2 separate regions of the Rattus norvegicus genome follow, and region 1 is linked to region 2. A link is a contact called in public Hi-C data. All regions are on one chromosome and are shown on one strand. Each heading gives the region's core, a stretch centred on a gene start, on an enhancer-like site or on the middle of the called end of the contact. The rest is flanking DNA. Distances are from core to core; before and after follow the strand shown.

Region 1 (2,700 bases), core at 164-2,663, 59 kb before region 2:
TCTTCATCTATGTTACCCACAGTACCCGGTGCTTCAGAAAGCTACAGTTGTGGACACACAACCCCTAGCCGTTTCCATAGCATTACAGCTGCTTCTGGGCTCTTTACACACACCCTCAGGGCTCACCCTAGAGCTGGCAGCTGGACCTTACAGCTTTGCAAGATGAGGAAACAGGGTCAAAGCTACAGACACTCAAGGTCATACTGCAAGTGACAGACAAAGGATCCCAAGAAGCGCTTGTGTTATCAAGGTCAAGAGAAATACGGTCAAGAAGTTGCCTCCCCTCCCAGCCCCCATCGGGTCTCCAGGAGCTACAGCATCCTCAGGAGTACTTGACCTTGGAAAGCCCTCTGGGATCACCCTGGTAGAAGCTCGTTTCCCTTGGTAATCGGCTCCCCTAAGGTGACACCTTCTTGGGACTTTCTGGACCTTCCTGGACTACTTGGCACTGGGCAGGCCTTCCAAGATCTCTTACTAAGGTAGAATCCTTTTTGGCAACTTCTAGCCTAAGGTGAGGCCCTCCTACCGCTAGGAAACCCACCCTGCAGCAGCCTTCCCCTTGAGATCATTACAAAGAAGGGGTTGCTTGGGGTATGGTCGTTTTGGTTCCTATCTGACCACTCACACTTTCTTTAAACACCCTGGCATCACCACATCCCTTCAATATCTTTTTTGTTAAGTGCCATTTCACAGATGGATACAAGGAGGCACTAGCCAAGGAAAGTTAGAGAGCAGTCGGTCCCAGTTTTGTATTCTGATTTGGTACTGTACTTTGATCTGAGCAGCAAGTGACACTCACCCTTTAAGCCCCCTCCTGTAAATAGTTAATTTTTCTCATTTTTCTCACAGGCCCCAGAGCCCTTCCCCTTGTTGGTCCATGGGATACATGTTACCCAACTTCAGTTGATACTCAAATTGTCGAGCATCCAAAGGGTTAAAGGGGCCCGGAAAGGGACCCAGTAAGGGTTAAAATTATAAACGCATTTATCGCCCTCTGACTATTTTTTGGGTTGTAGACCGACAGCGTCGAAGCCGGGCAGAGCTAGGGGGCACCCTCGGATGGGCTTGCGCAAATGCCACAACTTTCCAGCACGACCCCCCGAAAGTATCCCGGGCGCAAAGTTGGCGCAGCCCGCTCCTCCTCCGCAGCGTCGCCCTCCCCGTGGGGCGCGCGGCGGGGACGCGCGAGCTCCCGCGCGGGGCCGGCTCGGGGGACGCGGGGCTCAGCGAGGCCCGGCTCCGGCCCCCTGAATTGGGGGGTCCGCGTCTGCCCCAAACGCCGCTTTCTTCCGTTTTCCATGTCATTTCCTGTACTAATAAGATGGTGGTCAAAGCAGGGGAGGAGAGCAGCAGCGAGTCGCCGCCGCGCTGCCGCTGGCGCTGAAACTTTGCCCGGCCGGGGACCCCGCGCGCGGCCGCCCCGTCCCGCCGCGTCCCGCCGCCCCGGCCCCGGCCCGGCCCGCCGCCCCGCGTGGGAACCCGCGAAGGTGAGTGGGCCCGGTGGCCACCGTGGCCATGAACGTGAACATGGCTTCGGAAGACGCTGGGCGGCTCGCCAACCGGCGCGGGGGCCGCGGCGACGAGTGCACGGGGACACTGGGGAATAGGGCGCAGGCGGGCGACTGGGCACCGGCCGGAGCACCGAGAGCGGGGTGGGTCCCAAGGTGGCCCAGGCCCGCAGGTCGTCGCCGCCGCCCGACGCGGGCCTCGGGCGGCCCAGCCTCCGCCTCCTTCCTCCGCGCACTCGCCCGCCTTGTTCCACTGTAGCCTTTTCCTCGGCTCCGCCGCGCGCTGACGGACGCGGCCGCCGGCCAATGGGAGCGGCTTCCCGGGCCCGGCGTTCGCTAAGAGAACGCGTAGACAGGGGGCAGGGCGGGGCGAGGGCGGGAGGCAGCCGCTGGCCTAGTTGCAGGGACCTGGTCGCCGGTGCTCCGGGGCCAGGCTGAGGGGCTTGGGGACTGCATGTCTCTCTGCGACCTGCCGCGGGCCTGGGGCGGCGGAGGGAGGGCGTGCCTTTCATCTATTTTAAGACTTGGTTGCGGCGTGGACTCTTCGGGAATTCGCCCCCGAGTGTCGTCTCCACCCCCCACCTCCTCATTCCTGGTCCCTAAGGTACTATGTGATGCAGAAACTGCAGAAACTTGGTGGCCAATGACCTTCCTCCGTCAAGGCCAGCGTGCCCTAGGCAAGTCGCTGCAGGGACTACCGAGCAACCCTGGGCTAATACAGCAAAAAGTTGCGGGTGTCTTGAGCCGGTCAGAGTAGGAGCTCAGACCCTTAGAATGAGTTGGTGACCTAGAGGAAGAAAGTCTATCTTTTGTTTTTTGACCGTGGGTTCGTGTGGAGGACAGCCGTGGTCTATGATTTAAAGTGATCTAGAAGAAGCACGCCCAGCCCTTTGTGCGTGGGGACTGCGAGCGGTGAAGGGAGCCTGCTCTTCATCTTGGGAATCCTCTAAACTTTGGGAGTTTTTTCTATCTGAAGCAGAATAATTTTCCATGAAGTATGATGCCCGTGGCACCCCAGCTTGCCTTGCCCTCTTGTCCCCTGCAGAGGAAGGCAGGGACTTTCCTAGGGTCTTGGTTGGTGGAGTACGGTGTATGGGTCAGAAGTCCCATATTCCTCTCATCTCTGGGGAGCCAGGCATGGATCTTCTGGGAACTTTCTGGGCACACGGCCCAGGCCCCTTGGTTTTTTTAG
Region 2 (2,700 bases), core at 34-2,533:
AGAAGCTGGCATTTCTCTGTGTGTGGTGCCAGTACAGGCTAAGGGGTGTACAGCAGGGAGTTTCAGAGGCGAGCCTGTGACCCGGGCTGCCCCTTCGCCCTTTTGTAATCATCTGTCCTTCTCTCCTTGTACACTCCAAGATGATGAAGATGAGAAAGCTCCTGGGCCCTCACAGCAGCCTCTTCGGATGCCCCTGCTACGTTCTCCAGAGGAAGAGGCCCTCCTGGCCAGGCCCACACTGCTCTGTTCATCTTCCTCAGACCAGTCCAAGATGCTGGGCCCTAAGCCAGAGGTCCTGCCCCATCCCTCACTCCAGGCCCAGGCATGCAGGACCCCAGAGCCACATCCCAATTCACCCACCATGAGCCTGGACTGGCATCTCCTGCATGCCCGTGCCCATCAGACCGAAATGTTCCAGAAGTTCTGCCAGGAGCTGGTGACTGTGCACCAAGACATGGCTGACAGCATGCATGTTATCAGCCAGGCTATGGCTGAACTGAACAGCCGTGTTGGTCAGATGTGTAAGACACTTATGGAGATCCGAGATGCAGTTCAAGCATCTCAGCATGGGCCAAAAGGGGCAGCTCCCATTGACTGCACTTTCCAGGCTCAGGCATCCCTGCCGGACCCTACAGCAGCTTGCCCAGAACCAGCCCCAACACGGACTACCAGGTCTCGGAAGAGAAAGCACAATTTCTAACATGGCCAGTTTGCATAAGGAGAAGCAATGCCGGTGGTGTCTGGCCTTGAGATGGGGGAGTCCCTTGTGTCCAGAAACGAGACCGATGACCCTGGGGCACAGTCATCTCTTCACCTGATGCAGTACAGCTTCCTGTGCTTTAACAGAGTGGGTATACAGCCCACCCCCATATCTCAGGAAGATGCTCAAGACACAAGAAAAGCTGCCTGCTTGAATGCTTGCTTGGCCTAGAAGGTTGCTCTCCTCATGGCCTGTATCCTGTAGCCTACGGAACAGGCCTTGCTGGGGCAGGGGGGCAGCATCCAACAGAATCTTGCTTCCAACTCAGGGCTGCAGCAGAGCTAACCTCCCAGGTCCTGATTCTGCCCTGTTCCCAGGTGGCGCGGCCTGTGGGTGGGCGGGGCTGGCTCAGCTGGGTGGGTGGGGCTGGCTCAGCTGGGTGGGTGGGGCTGGCTCAGCTGGGTGGGCAGGGCCCTAGCCTTGGTCCTGCGCTTGCCAGACATTGCTCAGCTGCTGTGCTTGCCTTTTGTGGGAGGAAGGAGAATGGGCGTGTGAGGAGGGGAAAGAGATGATCTGGCATTCTTAGCATACTGTAAGCTTTTCCCCAGCCTGCACATGACAGGCCATCTCAGGGAGCTTTCTGAGCAGTGAGAAGGCAGCCAAGTCAGTCTTTGCAATCACTGATTACTGGTCATTCCAATCCTAGTCATGCATCTCAGGGTTCAGAAACAACACAGCCATGTAGTGGGGACCTGGCCAGCTTTCATCAAGAGGCCAGATGTGGAGTGCTAATAGATGGGGATCTTCTCCTCACCCAAGCCCTGCCTTAGCTTCCACAGTTGGAAGAGGGAACAAAAACAGCATGGGGATGATTCTGCCAGCCTGTGATGCCTTGAGTCTCACAGCCAGCGGTGGGAGGTCCCGGGCTCAGGCCTCGGGAGCCAGCAGGCACACTGTCCACTCACTGGCTCTGAATAAGGCCGAGACCAATGAGGCTGTGTCCAGTCCATCTCCCAGCATGCTTTGCCTCTGCTTGCTTAGGCTGTATGTTCACTTAGCCATACACACTTCTAGCTTTGTGTTTTGCTTAAGGGACATGGTCAGAGAGCTGGGTTCTTGAGTTAGGGAGGAGAAACTAAGCCAAAGGCTTCACTCTGACCTAGGTGCAGCTTTGTCCTCCCTCCCTGGCCTGAGGCCGACCCCAGCAGACCTTTCACACCCTTCCTTTCTTCCTGAGAAACTAAGTGGACCTGGAAGCCCACTGGACCCAGTGCCCACTGAGGCTGTTGCTGGAGTTGTTTATAAACACACACCATGCTTTGTCTTACATGAAATGATAAACGGATGGCTCCTGCTGTGTCCCTGGGCCCTGGGCTTCATTGCCCCAATTTGTGGTTCTTTGGTGGTTCCTGCCCCATCAAACTGCATATTGTCTTGTCCAGTAATAGCCTGGTGCCTGGATTGCCCATCTATGCTGGAACCCAAGATGGCCTTCTCAAATAATTTTGTTAAGATGACAATAAAATGAATCAGATGTCACACTTTGAACACAGCCAGGCTCCAGAATCTTTTTTTTTTTTTTTAGTGTGTATTCTCTTTCTTCATATCCCAAGGAGACCCCACAAGTCTCCAGAGCAGGGGTTAGACGCTTAATGGAAAGTGTGTGGCGACGAGGGTTCTGTGGTCCTTGCATATCCTGGATTCCATAGACTCCCCATGGGCACACCCAACCCCATGCTTGCCCTGCAAAGGAAAGACAGTGTAGGCCAAAGGCAGCTGAGCATCCACGGCTGCTAGGTCAACTTTTCTTTTGTCCTGCACATCAAAGGTGACATAATGTTCAGTGAGTTTAACCTTGTGCTCCCCAAAAGTGTTGCAGTTTCCAGGGAGTGAAATAGTTTCTGACTGGAGACTTGAGAGGCTCCTGGATGACCATTAGGGGCCATCCTGGGACACACCTCTGTAGTGGCTGCATCTCCACTGACCTAGGCAGCTGCCTG

What was found. Hi-C and Micro-C count contacts between places; a contact is called where the count stands out from the background.
Region 1: a Hi-C map of frontal cortex shows a contact between it and region 2, with 2.3 times the contacts expected there. The contact joins the promoter of Prdm11 here to the enhancer-like site in region 2. A contact is called at or near these places in 3 of 12 Hi-C or Micro-C datasets (frontal cortex, kidney and psoas muscle).

Annotation. Positions count from the first base shown.
Region 1 is chr3:99,459,137-99,461,836 of GRCr8, reverse strand. It overlaps Prdm11 (PR/SET domain 11), which reads left to right and starts at 1,413. Exons shown (of 8, transcript NM_001271530.2): 1 at 1,413-1,487.
Region 2 is chr3:99,399,849-99,402,548 of GRCr8, reverse strand. All of the region lies in intron 5 of Prdm11 (PR/SET domain 11), which reads left to right. LOC134486127 (a long non-coding RNA gene) reads right to left here. Exons shown (of 3, transcript XR_010064857.1): 3 at 2,243-2,443. Among named protein-coding and RNA genes, the nearest start is that of Prdm11, 59 kb to the left of the region's middle. Within about 2 kb of position 1,283, at least 20 of the 93 cell types and tissues checked have an H3K27ac peak or open chromatin away from gene starts, as enhancers often do.